Regions from separate parts of the Mus musculus genome. Here all the other regions are linked to region 2. A link is a contact called in public promoter capture Hi-C data. All regions are on one chromosome and are shown on one strand. Each heading gives the region's core, a stretch centred on a gene start, on an enhancer-like site or on the middle of the called end of the contact. The rest is flanking DNA. Distances are from core to core; before and after follow the strand shown. Region 1 holds the start of Six6 (sine oculis-related homeobox 6). Region 2 holds the start of Dhrs7 (dehydrogenase/reductase (SDR family) member 7). Region 3 overlaps Rtn1 (reticulon 1).

Region 1 (4,564 bases), core at 302-2,801, 280 kb after region 2:
CTGTGAAGATCTGTGAAAATAATATCAGGGTTTTCCGTCAGAACGAGCTTTACCCTGCACTCAGGCGTGGTGTGATCTGACCCGACACATCCAACCATCTGTGCTATCTATCTGCCTTCTGATTTACTCAATCTGTACAAGCCGCATACAACGTGTACTTGATACTAAAGAAAAGACAGCTAGCCCCAGTCCAATTCAGGGATGAACCTTGTCGTCTGATTTTTTTTGGGGGGGGGGCGGGGGGGGGCACCTATACCCAGTGTTTCCTTTCTACCAACTAATAAGCCCCGTCCATGGCTACATGAGATCGTGGTTTCCTCGACGGAAGCCCCAGAAAGCGGTATGATGTGGATGTCAATTGGGAATCAATAAATGTTGCCAATTCAATCTATTGGCCAGAAGGCAGAGTGCCAAAAAAGGCCCATGCTCTCTGCAGGAGGGGTCAGTGACCCGTGGCTCTGACCAATCTACCTTGCCACCTTAACTGCACGGCATTGTGGGATGCAGCCTGCACTTTATCTTGCTGGCACTTCTGATCTAAAAAAAAAAAAAAAAAAAAAAAAAAAAAAAAAAAAAAAAAAAAAAAAACCACACGGTTTCTATGTCCGCCCCAGGAGTTGTAAGTTCTAGACAGAGGCAAAATCAGCCTGCCATGAGAGAATCAAATCTGTTTTTAAAGGATCTTTGAAGTAGGCTTTTAAGTTGCTGTCTTGACCTAAGAATGGCTTCTCACTCTAGATGTGGCTGCTGCCCATTTGTTCAAGTCCACTGAACTGGAGAGAGGGGGTCTATGAAGGATAACTTTATTTAGTCAGAAGCCCCTACAGCTTGCATTTCTTGGAGTTAGACTCCGTGATTAGCACCTAGTTGTCAAATGGTGTGTGTGTGTGTGTGTGTGTCTGTGTGTGTCTGTGTGTGTCTGTGTGTCCTTGCCGCCATATAAAACAGTTCCAGGGACCTTTGAAGGGAGCAAAGTTAGAGTCCAAACTGACCTCTACTACAGATCTGTGGTTCTGTTCCTTCTGTTCCCGGCTTGCTTCCTATGCAGCTGGAAATGGTAAGCGGCAGACAGGCAGGAATGGGTGCCTGGGGAAAAAAAAAATGAGAGGATCCACTTCCCCTCCCTGTCCCTTTGGTGCATGCTCTTCCCGGGGGTGGGGGGTTGTCGCTTCCCTATGTTTAAACTTTCTCAAAGGGTTTGTTTCTCCCAGTCCTCTTTTGTCCTCTGGAGTCCTTTCGACCCCGGCATAGCATCGCTCCCAAAGTGAATTCCTGCAGCATCCTACCTCTCTGGTGGGAAAACAAGAGGGAGGGGCTGGACAGGGGGAGCCCGGAGGGTGAGACGCTGCGGATTTCGTGTGCGTTCCAGCCACTCCTACCTCTTTTTTCATTCTTCAGGTTCAGCAGTCTCCCCGGCAAACCGTGGGCGCTGTCGATTCTGGGGAGGTGCTGAAACGACCGGGGCGCTCTAGTCGCAGCCTTGATTGGCAGAGCAGCCTAGTGACTGACAGGGGGTCTCCATGGCGCCCGCGTCTCCAATCCGCCCACCCCAGTAGCGGCACGGTCTAGCTGGCTGGCTTTTCCTAGCTGAGCAAGCGCAGCCGAACCCAACCCACAGCTCTTCCAGGCGGGAAGGCTCCCCCCGACTCTGTAACCCCCAGCCGCACCCCGCTCGGCCCGCGGGCATCTGCTGCGTGTCCCACCCGGGGCGCCCGCGCAGCCTCGATGTTCCAGCTGCCCATTTTGAATTTCAGCCCCCAGCAAGTAGCCGGGGTATGTGAGACCCTGGAGGAAAGCGGCGACGTGGAGCGCCTAGGTCGCTTCCTATGGTCGCTGCCCGTGGCCCCAGCAGCTTGTGAAGCCCTTAACAAGAATGAGTCGGTGCTGCGAGCGAGAGCCATCGTGGCTTTCCACGGTGGCAACTACCGCGAGCTTTATCATATCCTGGAAAATCATAAGTTTACTAAGGAATCGCACGCCAAGCTGCAGGCGCTGTGGCTCGAAGCGCATTACCAGGAGGCAGAGAAGCTGCGTGGACGGCCCCTAGGGCCAGTAGACAAGTACCGAGTAAGGAAGAAGTTCCCGCTGCCGCGGACCATTTGGGATGGCGAACAGAAGACTCACTGCTTCAAGGAGCGCACGCGGCACCTGCTTCGAGAGTGGTACCTTCAGGACCCATATCCCAACCCCAGCAAAAAGCGAGAGCTCGCCCAGGCAACCGGACTGACCCCCACACAGGTGGGCAACTGGTTCAAAAACCGCAGACAAAGAGACCGGGCAGCTGCAGCCAAAAACAGGTCAGTACCAGCAGGCCTCTAGGCTTGGTGCACACCGGGATGGGGCGGGAGGAGGCATTCTTGGCCCTTACCTGGTGTCCAGGGACCCAAATTCAAAGGGAGCTGGGAATGCAGTCTGTCTTGGGTTTATGAGCCCACTGTGTTCTAGATTCCTATGCAGGCTCCTGGTTCCCCACCGTCCCCCCCCCCTGGTTCTTGGGGTTTTGGGGGTCACTGCAGCAGCTGATGTGGGTCACCAAACTAAAATGTCGCTGTAGTTAGGGAAACGGGGGCGGAGGGAGGGAGAAAGATTAAAAGCCCAGGATCAATCAGAAATCCAGAGGCCCAAAGCTAATTTTTACTAGCATGGACCCAGGCTCTCATCAAGTGAAGCCTATTTAGTTAGCTCTATTTTTAAATCCCGGCTGCATCCTTCCCTGATGCTCTGAAAAAGGTTTCAGTTTTCAGAGAGTCTCAGATTCTAAGAGGCAGAAAGACGTGTTTCCTCATGACAACTATCCTGTCTCCACCCAGCAAGCTAGTCGGCCTATGCTTTTCATTCGCCAGCTTTTGGAGCTTGCAACTCAGGCCCAAACTCTTCAAGCATCCTCTAGCCTCAGGCATGACCCATAGGGAGATGTAGTATTAGAAAAGGAATCTCGTATCCTGAAGCCTTATCTGTCCCGCTTTGCGCTGGAGGATTTCTGACAATCCTCCAGTAAATCTCCCAACATTTGGGTGACAAATGAGAAAGATCTGGGGAGGCTAAGGCGGAATTCATAGTGAGCTGAGAAACAAGGAGACAGACATACAGACAGACAGAGAGGGGCAACGGCAGGATTCCGCGAAAGAGCTGTGGTGCATCGGTCCAAACCCGGTCACTTCACCTTCCCCAGCTTGTCAAGGTCTGAATAAGAGTCTTAACAAGGAGCTGGAGGTAGACGGGTCGGAGAAAAGGGGTACAATGTGGCGGCTTGATTTCTTGCTGTGACCAGTGTCCCTTTCTCCCCAACCCTCCAGACTCCAGCAGCAGGTTCTGTCGCAGGGCCCCGGGCGGGTGCTACGCTCGGAGGGTGAGGGAACGCCTGAGGTGTTGGGCGTCGCCTCCAGCCCGGCTGCCAGTCTGTCGAGCAAGGCGGCCACTTCGGCCATCTCCATCACATCCAGCGACAGTGAGTGCGACATCTGAGCTGCCCACTCATCACACTTAGAATCCAGTGTAAAAATGAGATACACAAAATAAAAAAAGAGAGAGAAAGAGAGAGGACAAGACCAGCAAATACGGCGCTGGCAGAAGCCCCGTGGCCAGGGACCCGCGGGCCTAAAGGCTCTAGAAGCGAGAATCCATCGCGACTCTGGGGCATGCGGTGAGGCCTGACCCAATGCTACTTCTCTTCGCATTGCTTTTCCTGAAGGATCTGGCTGCAAAGACTCCTTTGGAACAGAACTGCACTCTGAGAGCCTGCCCTTGAGTCTCCTGCGGGTATTTCACTTCGAAAGGACGCTGTTATATATATGTATAACTTTTGCTTTGAAGGTTTCTTTTTTAAAAAACAAAACAAAACATATATATGCTGTTTATTTACTTATTTAAAAGACTTCCATGATAGGTTTCTCTGTAGCTTGGGGAACTTGCTGTTTTGAATGAGCAAGCTCACGCGTTCTGTGTGAAGAAGCCAAATAATAAAACAACTTGGTGGATAACCTTTCTTAATTAAGAGAGCTGCTATCTCAGATTTTAAAAATCACTCTTATTTCCTTTGCTGGGCACGCAGCATGGAGTCTTATTCAAATTGTCTCTCCAACTTCTCTATATCCTCTGACATCTCAGTATATTTATATTTTAAGCAGCCACAGATAAACCGCTAACTAACCGCCACATCGGATTGTATGAAAATGTATGCATGTGTATACATAAACATATGCACATTGCCATATTAAACCCAGAATTTGGAACATGAACATGCCATCTATGGCAGCGCTCTACATTCGCCACACAGGTGATCATGGTTTGTCCACCTAATCATTTTTATGAAGTGTTAGTGATTTTCAAGAACAATTTTAGAAGACAAATTTTAGACTCAGGTAATGAATCGTATTTTACAAAAATGCCAAGACACGAGGGCTTTATGATTAAAAAGTGTTTCCATTTTGTTTGAGGTACTCTCCCACTCAGAAACTTATGGTCATTCAAGGTAAGCATGTAGCACAGGTAGAATACTTACTAAGTGCTGTAGGTCTTATTAAGACCATTTAAAAAGATAGGAGAGGTTGATACTAACCAGGCT
Region 2 (4,754 bases), core at 1,128-3,627:
TGAAAATGGTCTCCAGCGGCTCGTTTTATGCCCACATGATCACAGATCTAACACCTATCTTCCCGTCCTTTAATCTAGCATCCTTTTTTTTTTTTTCTTAGTGTTTCCATAGAATCTGACAACGACTTAAAAAAAAAAAATCAGACTCTGAGAGTTGACAAGAAACCCAGAGTTTAATGCCAGCTTGAGAAATCTCTCCCAAGGCCTTGCACCACTCTCTGCCTCATCCCTCACACGATGTGGAAGCTGCTTCTCTCCAGCGCGAGACAGAGGCCACACCCTCCCTACGTCCTGTCTTCTCTATACCCATGGAAGGAGTTACAGAGACAAAGTTCAGAGCTGAGACGGAAGGAAGGACCATCCAGAGATTGCCCCACACGGGAATCCATCCCATATACAACCACCAAACCCAGACACTACAGCATATGCCAGAAAGATTTTGCTGACAGGACCCTGATATAGCTCTCTCTTGTGAGGCTATGCCAGTGCCTGGCAAATACATAAGTGGATGCTCACAGTCAGCTATTGGATGGAACACAGGGCCCCTAATGAAGGAGCTAGAGAAAGTACTCAAGGAGCTGAAGGGGTCTGCAACCCTATAGGTAGAACAACAATATAAACTAATCAGTACCCCCCCCCCAGAGCTGTGTCTCTAGCTACATAGGTAGCAGAGGATGGCCTAGTTGGCCAGCAATAGGAGGAGAGGCCCTTGGTCTTGCGAAGATCATATGCCCCAGTGCAGGGGAATGCCAGGGCCAGGAAGCAGGAGAGTGGGTGAGTTGGGTGGGGAGCAGGGCGGAGGGAGGGTATAGGGGACTTTGGGGATAGCATTTGAAATGTAAATGAAGAATATATGTAATAAAAAAATTACACCGCAAAAAAAAGACTAAACACACCTACATTTCAGACATAATTAATGTGTTAATAACTTTTATACAGTCACATAATTTATAAACTGAGTTTAACTCAATCTTCCATTTAAATAAATGAGGCCAAACACAAACAACATCCACAGGCTGCTATTGACCGTGAGCTTACAGATACATCCATCTGTCTCAATGGTGCTCAGTGGAGAGTTACAGTTAAAAGATGTATGGGGTATTTAGGATTCTTGCCCTCAACACTGACAGTCTCCGAGTCACAGCCATGCCCTCTCCTGTTTTGCAGCGCTGAATCCACAAGCACACTGTGCAGTTGCATTTGTCAGTACTGCAACTGTTTGAGCCAAGGCAATGCAGCTTCAGAGAAAAGACAGCAAGGATGCCTGCCAACATCTGGGAGGGACATAAAATCCAAGATCCAGCTGTCACCTACTCCTGCCCTGCTGACTTTGAATGCAGTACCTTCTGAGCCACCAGCTACTTCAAAGCATTTTTGTTCGGGTGCTTTGTGTATTTTCCACCACGAACAGTGGAATCCCACTTAGTCCTTTAAGGATCAGAAAAGCCTACCTAGGGAGGCTTTGAGTTTCTCTGTCAATGTCTTTAACTGAAAAACAATACGAAGAGTGCCCATGTCATCAGAATTGTTAACGCCAAAGGTCAGAGGCTGTCTGTGGCCTGCTGAACACACTGCCAACGTGACATAACACCCAGCAGCATCTGTGAACTGATATATCGGAGCATGTGAATCATGTATTAAGTGAACATTAAACACCACGCAAGCTGCAGATCGAAGTGGAGCGGGCGAAACGTGCCTTACTGTACACAGAATGATCTCCCTCCTGGCAAAAAGCCAGCTCAGCGCTTTCTATTGCGAAAATTTTAACCAAGTGAGCAGGTGAGTAAGTGATTCAGGCCAAATTTTCTTTGGGTGCTTCCGGGAAAGTAAAAAGTGCAGGATCAAAGAATGTTCCGGCCTCTTAGAAAGCAAGGGACACACTCTGCTCTCCATGGTGCCTTCCCTGAGAGTGTCCGGGGATCCTACGGAAGAAGTCTGTGTCTTGCAGGCATCAGAGAATTGCAGCGCTCTCTTGGGGTTTGACGTTTTCTATCCTAGTCTGGGTAACAAATCAGGGCCATTTTCGAATTAAGACAAGCGACAGAGTGGGTACTGCCTGTTTAGCCCCTGCCTCTTCCTCCCGGACCCTCAGCCCTTGGTCAAGGCTCAGCTTGGCAACAGCTGGGAGGGACCTCGGCCCTGATCTTCCTTAGAGCCCAGGCTGTAGAGGATGCTCACCTGGGCGTCGCCCTTGCCATTCAGCCCACAACAAGGTCAGGTCCGCATCCGCCCGCAAAAAGCGCAAGAGCTGCACAAGGGGCAGGATCAGCGCGCACAGCGCCAGCAGCCACAACAGCAGCTCCCAGCTCATCGCTGTCCCTTGCCTACCCGACTCTGCCGCAAGCGGAAGACAGTCGGCGCCCGCCCTCTACGCGGCGGGTCACAACCCGGGGCTCCGCCTAGCGAGTCCCCGAAGGTGGGGCTCCATCTGTGTCCCGGGCTGCACCACGGCGTCTCTGCGCGTCCCTACTGCGTGCAAGACTGCCGGGGTGTTGCAATAGAAGGCATGGAATCTTGGGAAACTGCTGTTGGGAGAGCAGTCAACAAGATTTGTGAGGGCATGAAGGAGTCTTTAACAGCTGTTTTTAGGACGACTTTTCAGGGCTTTGGTGGTGCCTTGGCGAGAAACAAAACAAAACTTTGATCACTGCCCGCTCCGACCCCGAGGCCCCATCCCCCGCTCCACGCTGGGAATTGTGCCCAGGTCCTTCTTCGCGCTGGGCAAGCTCCCAAAAGCTGAGCCAAACCCTCACTCACTCTTCCTAATCTGTTTTCCTTTCACTTTAAGCTTGTGGACTGAGATAAGCATACCGAAGTAACTCAGCACTTGAACTGGGTTGCCCTCGTGGACTGGCCGCTTATATTTAGAAAAACATTACAAATGATACTCATATTTGGCCAAAAGTTGGCTATCATGGCCCAGAGTAATCAGAACATAAAACTAACTGGGCTAGAAGGCAACTGTTGCTAAGTTCCAGGAGCTAAAAACACTCAGGTTGGTGTCCTCCTGCCACCGTTTGTAAATGATGCCATTATCATTTGACAGCATTTGAATATGGAAAGGCCTCTGTGCACACTAATTGCTCTGTTCTTTCTTCTGTGTTTGTTAGTATTGTTTTTATAAATTGTCACTTTTTTTTTTCCGAGACAGGGTTTCTCTGTTTCTACTTTGTAGACCAGGCTGGCCTCAAACTCAGAAATCCGCCTGCCTCTGCCTCCCAAGTGCTGGGATTAAAGGTGTGCGCCACCACGCCCAGCTGAATTGTCACTTTTTTCATTGCAGTGAGAAAAGGTTTACAAAGGTCTATATTTTGCATCTTTAGAGTGATCTATGCAGGAAATATTTGAACTAGTGTTAATCAGAAATTGCTGTGGTATAGTTCAAGGTGCATGTCAGTTAGCTAAACTTTTGGACTGCCATTTGGAATAATATTGGTCAAGAATTGCTCTAATTGACGTATCACCTGGGCCATGTGAATTTTATTTTTATTTTGTAGCACATTACTTTTGTAATAAGATGTCTTAAAATACCACACAGAGTCTCATGATGAATCTTATCCCAAATGTTTCCCCTTCTGTAAAAGGACAGGACTGCAGTGGATCTAGTGTTCCGATGGGTCACAACCCCAAGCTGTGGGGATGAGGGATCTGAGACTGGGACATTGGGCTTGGGAGACTGGCAGGAAGCTATGATCTCTTCCTGTCCACCCCTAGGGATTAGACCCGGGTGGGTGCTGAGTGTCGAAGTGCCAAGGCAGAGCTTTAGAGTGTTTTTCCGTACTGGAGCTGGAGAGGTGGCTCTGCTGTTAGAGGCACTTGTTGCTCTTGCAGAGAACCTGGGTTCAATTTCCACACCCACATGGCAGCTCACATCTGTTGGTAACTCTTGTCCCAGGGGATCCATTTCCCATCTCTGACCTCCGAGGGCATCAGGCACTCACATGGTGCACAAACATACTTTCAGACAAAACATTCATGCACACAAACAAAAAAAGCTTTACTAACATGACTTTTTTTGCCTTGTTTTGTTTCATTTCAGGCTCTCACCGCGGAGCACTGCTTGTGCTGGGACTCACTATAGAGACCACCCTGGCTTCAAACTCAGAGAGATCACCTGCCTCAAACTCAGAATGTTTTATGTTAACAAACGGAACACTTAGTTGAACACAATAACTGCACATGTTGGTTTGGAGGAAGCACTCCTAACCAGGATGATTCATAATCATCATATTAAAAAATTCACTTTTAAAACAGTGATCTCTAACTCCTTAAAAAAAAAAAAAAAAAAAAAGATTCACTTTGGGGTCCGAGGAGATGGTTCAGCAACATGACTTGGCCAGACCATGACATCCAAATTTTGTTAAAATGTTAGTCTAGATGCTACTGTGAGGTATTTTAAGATTTATTTAACATTTATATCAGTAGACTTTCAATAAAGCACATACCTACCCCCCATAATGTGGGGAGTTCAATCAGTTGAAGTGTTATGAGAAAACAGCAGAAGGCTAGGAAGATCTTGCTTCCAGACTGCCCTTGGGTTCCAATTACCTCGCCTCTCCCCTGAATTCCAGCTGCCTGTGTGCTAGGGACGTCAGGCCTACTGCACTTGAAAGCCATGTGAACCAATTCTTTACCATCACTCATAAATATGTATGTGTTTTTGTTTCCCTGGAAGACCTTGACTAGTTAAAAAAAAACTACAATAAAACCACATGACAGTTTGGGCATTAGAGAAGGAAAACACAAACCAATGT
Region 3 (4,969 bases), core at 2,318-4,817, 380 kb before region 2:
CTCAACAACAAGAAATTAATCATTTGAAAATAGACAAACAAGAGTGAACTCTACAAAGAAGAAACACAAGCAACTGAAAAGTAAACGAGAAAATATTTAGAAAGCATTAGTCATGAGTGAAATGCAAATCAAAACCACTAAGATGAGCACTATATGTATGTGTATGTGAACATGTATGTGTACGTGTGTGTGTGTGTGTAATCTGCGAGGATGAAGAGACACTAGACTCATGACACATTGTAAAATAGCGAAGCTACCTTTTTTCTTCCAGATTTCACTTCCTGAAAATCCATAATACATGGTATTAAATAAGAAAAGATGTATAAATCAGAAGACTGAAACAAAACCTAAAAAGCCTACATTTACATTGTATTGAATCTAGTTTCCTCATGACCCAGCAGGCCCACTGCTGGGTAAAAGTACATGAAAGCATGTATCCTCACAAAAATCTTCACATGAAGGCTCATGGTACAGAGTTATTCAAAATAGAAAAAAAATGGGAACAACCCATTCAAATGACTGGGTAAAAACAATGTGTTGTATCTCCTGTATGGAGTGTTAGTCGGCTGTAAGAGTGTCATATTGACACCTGCTACAAACTGATGTTTAAGAGAAAAAATAAGATACAAATAAACACATATTATTTGACTCCTATCTGAAATATACGCATAACAGGCAACTCTGAAGAACTAGAAGGCAGATTAGTGATTTGCGGGGCCTTCAAGAGAGGAGGCAGAGGAAGAGTGAGCTACAGGGCAGAGTTTCCGTCAGGAATACTGGAAATGTTACACTGTGGTGACAGGAGCGTAAATGAAGAAATAACCCGTGGACTATGGATGTCAGAATGGTGAATTTTCTGGCTTGTGGATTGTGTCTGAATAGATCTGATATAAAACAGTCACCAGCTGTAGTCTGCTGGTCCCGGTTGGTTCGAGATTCAGTCATAGCTGCCTGTTCCTTGCTCAACCCATCTGCAGAGCGACCTGAGTGGGTTCAATGCTCTCCAAGATTGTTCTCAGGACAAAAACAAAACCTCCCTCTTTGAAAAGGTGTGTTTTCACATGGACCGTGGAGATCCAGAAGTAATTGTCAGCAGCCGGAGGATTCACGTCAACACGTCTGCTGGGACAAGAGCACGACTGAATTTTACAAAAGTGTAATAGAGCCCCAGACCTTAGCACAACTGACGTCATGATGGGCGTACCATTCAGACCATAAAACTCAACGTGTAGACAGTACCACCTGCCAAAAACAAGCGTGCAGACCTACTCCATCAGAGCCCGTAGGTCCGGGGAAGTCTCTAGGTGGACTGACCCTGCTCTTCAGCTTCTGTGGCTATGCTTCTGGCTAACTGTTCTTGCTAACTGAAGTATGTCAACTCAGGATGGCGTTTTGGTGCCTAAAGGCACACCATGAGAAAGGGACTACGCTATGATAAGAACCTCTGAACATGAATCTTCACTTTAGAATCACTGCCCCCAAGAACAGCCAGACCTCTGTCAGATTCAAAGATCTACTGAAAGATTGAAAAAAAAAACTGCAAATGCCATGCGATGTTTAATGATTTTGATGTGGGCAGATTGCTCTTTCTGTCTTTGGGAGGATGAAATGAATGAGTATACAGGGTCCATCACCAGGGGAAGGGGAAACAGAAATGCTCAGAGTTTGAAACTTGCCAACACCAAAAGGCCTGTGCTCTTGAGGCTTTAGAAGCCCTGAGTTACTAGATCCTGAACACCAGCACACATCCCCACCTCACAGACTGGTTATGCAGTGGACGGAAAGCTGGCTTCTTAGTTTTAATTCAGTGTTGCCTGTGCAGACAGTAGAGATGTGATGGATGTTGGCGGTACAATCTAACTGCCAGCCACAGAGAGGCAAGAGGACTCAAGGGCACGCCAGTGGGGCAGCCAGAGAGACATCATGCTGGCCTTGTAGTTGGGGACCAGCAACACCATGGTCGGTAGGAGAGTCTGCCTCTCTGGAAAGTTGTGCCTCCAAAAAAGCACAGTATTTGATGCCAACCATGCACACTGGGCTGGGGGTAGAAAGAAATGGCTAATCAGAAAACCAGGCCCTTATTATGAATGTTCAGTGAGATGAAGTTTGTGCAGCTTTTATTGGCCAAACAAATAGTTTTCTGGTTCTATTGAGTAATATAAGACTGAAAGAAAACACTCTCTGTAGTCAAAAGAATAGGAGTGGCCTAAATCTCCTTGGTATCTGGAGTTACTGTGTTAAAAAAACACTCCTAAGAGCATACAATAAGAGGACATGCAATGCTTTTCCCTAGTCCCCAAACTCAATTTTACTTTTGCTTTCACACAGGTTACTGCAGGCTCCTGGCTTCAGGCTGGGGAGTATGAACAATCCAATACGAATGTGCAGCTTCCTCCATCCCTCCTCTCTGCCCCACTTTGTACCTGATCCCTGATGGCCTCTATGGAGGTTAAATGTTTAATTTCAGTTATACAAAGGTCTGTTGAGTTTCTCAAGCTATGCAGTAACTCCAAATGTACCACATAACAGGGAGAAGCCAGGTAGAAAACACATTTGCACCCCACCCCCCGCAGTAGTGTGTCATCATTTCAGCATCTGAAACTGGTACTCGGGCAATTGAAGCAACAATTATTTCTGTATTTGCCACCCCACCCCCAGTAAACCAAACAAATACTGTTATTACTTTTGGACAACCTAATCTCTTCCTTTGAAGTAAAGGGGAACGGGAAGAAGAACGGGATCAATATTCCACTAATAATCCCCCGGCCCCCAGATTTTGGAAGCTGTGGATAAATAAGTACAGAAAGATATGAATACAGATACGGCTCAGCTGTTGCAGTGTAAGTCAGCAACACAGAGAGGCCGGGGTAAGTGTGGCCTTCAGTGTGCCTGGAATGTTTTGTGACATCATTTTTAGCTGCATGTCTCTACCAATGTCTGGTTTCAAGGACTGGGTCTTAGTCACCTTAGGCTCCTCAGCTCCTACCCAGGAATTCCTATGTACTTGATTCAGGAATCCATGAGAGTGTGGGTATAGACACGTCTAATAACGTAAATAAAGATGAGCCTACATGACCTGCTTACAATTCTGATTGCTTGACTCTAGAACCTCCTACCACAACTACTGATAGAAATATTAGTCTTCTCATGATGTTCAGTGTTCAGATCAACTTGACTTCAAAGCTAGTAAAAGTAGGTCAAGAGAAATGAACCAGACTGCCTATACCTCTGGACTGGACTTAACTTCACACTGCCTATCACCACCTTGCTCTGAGTTATCTGGGTTCATTTGTGTGGATACATTAATCTCCTTCATGGATGGGATGTCAGGGCAGCAGACAGTCTTCCTGTTCTCCACTCCCTCCATTCCAATGTCTTCTAAAAAGCCCAGCATATACTCTGTTCTTAATAATCGTTTATTCAGTAACTTTACTGAGGTGGCAAATGTTCACCCACTGAGAGTCAGACTGCTATTTCAGATAAAGCAAAGGGACTTAGGAACACACTGACTGCTTAGTTACATCACACGCTTGCACGTGCTTCCCGAAGCTGAAGCACAAGTCTCCGGGAAAGGTGCATGGAGAGCCAAGAGAACATGATCCTTGGACAGCAGCCCCATGCGGTGATCAGTGGAAGAGTCGGCCCCATCAGTGTGCGAGGCTTGGGCTGCGTTCTACTGAGATGTTAAAAAGAAAGGGGACTTGCCGCACGGAAGCCAGATGGGCTTGAATGCCATGGAACTTACAGCAGATGGCACTCAAATATTAAGCTAACATTTGCCTATGCTCCAAGACGAGCCGTGTGAAGCTGGTTACATGATGTCTATTTAGAAACAAGCAGCAGATAGGAAAATAAATCTGGTATCGCTAAAGCTGTCTGCTAAAAGCAAACCTAGGCATTATCACCCAATGTACTTTTTGTACAAAGGAAATGTTGATATTCCTAAGGCTGAGTTAAGTCTAACGAAAACACCCAGAACAGGGCAGCAGGAGCCCACTCTCCCCGGAACCTGTTCAAAAAACAGGCTCGGTCTGATGAAGCCGTGAAAATCTGCTTCTGTGAATCCCATGGCAACAGTGGCAGTCCTCAGACAAACACTTTACAAACCAGATTTGTTTTTCTTCTTTCTAAATACCTTTGTGTGATATTTTTGGAAAATGTTGAAATACAACCGGCATTGCGTAAGGTGTAAACACACTGTTCCAAACGCTCCAGTTTTAGATCGGGTGTTTGTTAGTTTCTCACTAACCCACGGTGGTGACTCTGCTGGTAACCCTGCAGCATCCGGCTCTCTGGGGGATGCCCCAGAAAGTCTTGTCAGCTGAAAGTCAGACTCAATAACACTTACAAAGTGCAGTGGCTATCCAGTCAGAGGAGAAGATACTCTCGAGATTTATAAGCAGCGCAATGTCACAGCATATTGGCCATCCACTTTGCCTGGGTTCTTCAAGGCTTCCTCCCAGAGAAGAGGAGTCACGGAATAGTCTCTGATTTTCTCATTAAATCAGAAGTATAAAGACTATGAAATCTTGGTCACCAAAAAGTCAAGAGCAGAGCTAATAAGAGAGTCATACAACCATGTGAACAGTGAAGAATCTCATAATGATTCTCTATGTGTAAAAACTTTCCTGGTAAAAAATGTTTGTCATAGACAAAGGAGCCCTACCTAATAACCAACTAGCACACAGAGCGTTGCCCTGATTTCTGTCATCATTTAAGACACCTTTGCTCACATGCTAATTAAAATAGATCAACTGAAAGGGGGGAATTGGAAGAGTATTAGAGAAATATGACATATTTATTTAAAGTATCAATAGTTCTGAGGTTATGCAAGAAAAATGTTTCTGGTTTTGGATATGCACATTGAAACATTTCCATGATAGCAACTTTATTTTTAAAATACTTCCCCCAAAACCAATACAACCAACATGACAGGATCCTAGTGCTAAATTCTGCCAAGTTATAAATG

What was found. Promoter capture Hi-C pulls out the DNA fragments that hold promoters and counts their contacts. Capture Hi-C pulls out chosen DNA fragments and counts their contacts.
Region 1: a contact with region 2 is called in a promoter capture Hi-C map of adipose tissue. The contact joins the promoter of Six6 here to the promoter of Dhrs7 in region 2. A contact is called at or near these places in 2 of 39 promoter capture datasets (the C10 cell line and embryonic stem cells), 2 of 484 Hi-C or Micro-C datasets (both in embryonic stem cells), 3 of 115 datasets of contacts at active chromatin or transcription factors (embryonic stem cells and stem cell-derived neural progenitor cells) and 4 of 9 other capture datasets (adipose tissue, embryonic stem cells, liver and 1 more).
Region 3: a contact with region 2 is called in a promoter capture Hi-C map of liver, with 3 times the contacts expected there. The contact joins the enhancer-like site here to the promoter of Dhrs7 in region 2. A contact is called at or near these places in 3 of 39 promoter capture datasets (hippocampal neurons, liver and stem cell-derived epiblast-like cells) and 10 of 484 Hi-C or Micro-C datasets (cerebellum, cerebral cortex, cortical neurons and 3 more).

The regions. Positions count from the first base shown.
Region 1 is chr12:72,938,331-72,942,894 of GRCm38.p6, forward strand. Six6 (sine oculis-related homeobox 6) reads left to right here and starts at 1,552. Exons shown (of 2, transcript NM_011384.5): 1 at 1,552-2,297; 2 at 3,297-4,564. The coding sequence starts at 1,726. The coding sequence ends at 3,465.
Region 2 is chr12:72,662,451-72,667,204 of GRCm38.p6, forward strand. It overlaps Dhrs7 (dehydrogenase/reductase (SDR family) member 7), which reads right to left and starts at 2,378. Exons shown (of 7, transcript NM_025522.5): 1 at 2,179-2,378. The coding sequence starts at 2,311.
Region 3 is chr12:72,281,889-72,286,857 of GRCm38.p6, forward strand. All of the region lies in intron 3 of Rtn1 (reticulon 1), which reads right to left. It overlaps Gm52013 (a long non-coding RNA gene), which reads left to right. Exons shown (of 3, transcript XR_003950281.1): 3 at 1-1,537. Among named protein-coding and RNA genes, the nearest start is that of Gm52013, 24 kb to the left of the region's middle. Within about 2 kb of position 3,568, at least 38 of the 459 cell types and tissues checked have an H3K27ac peak or open chromatin away from gene starts, as enhancers often do. A contact at or near this core is called in cerebellum, cerebral cortex, cortical neurons and 2 more, where this site is marked.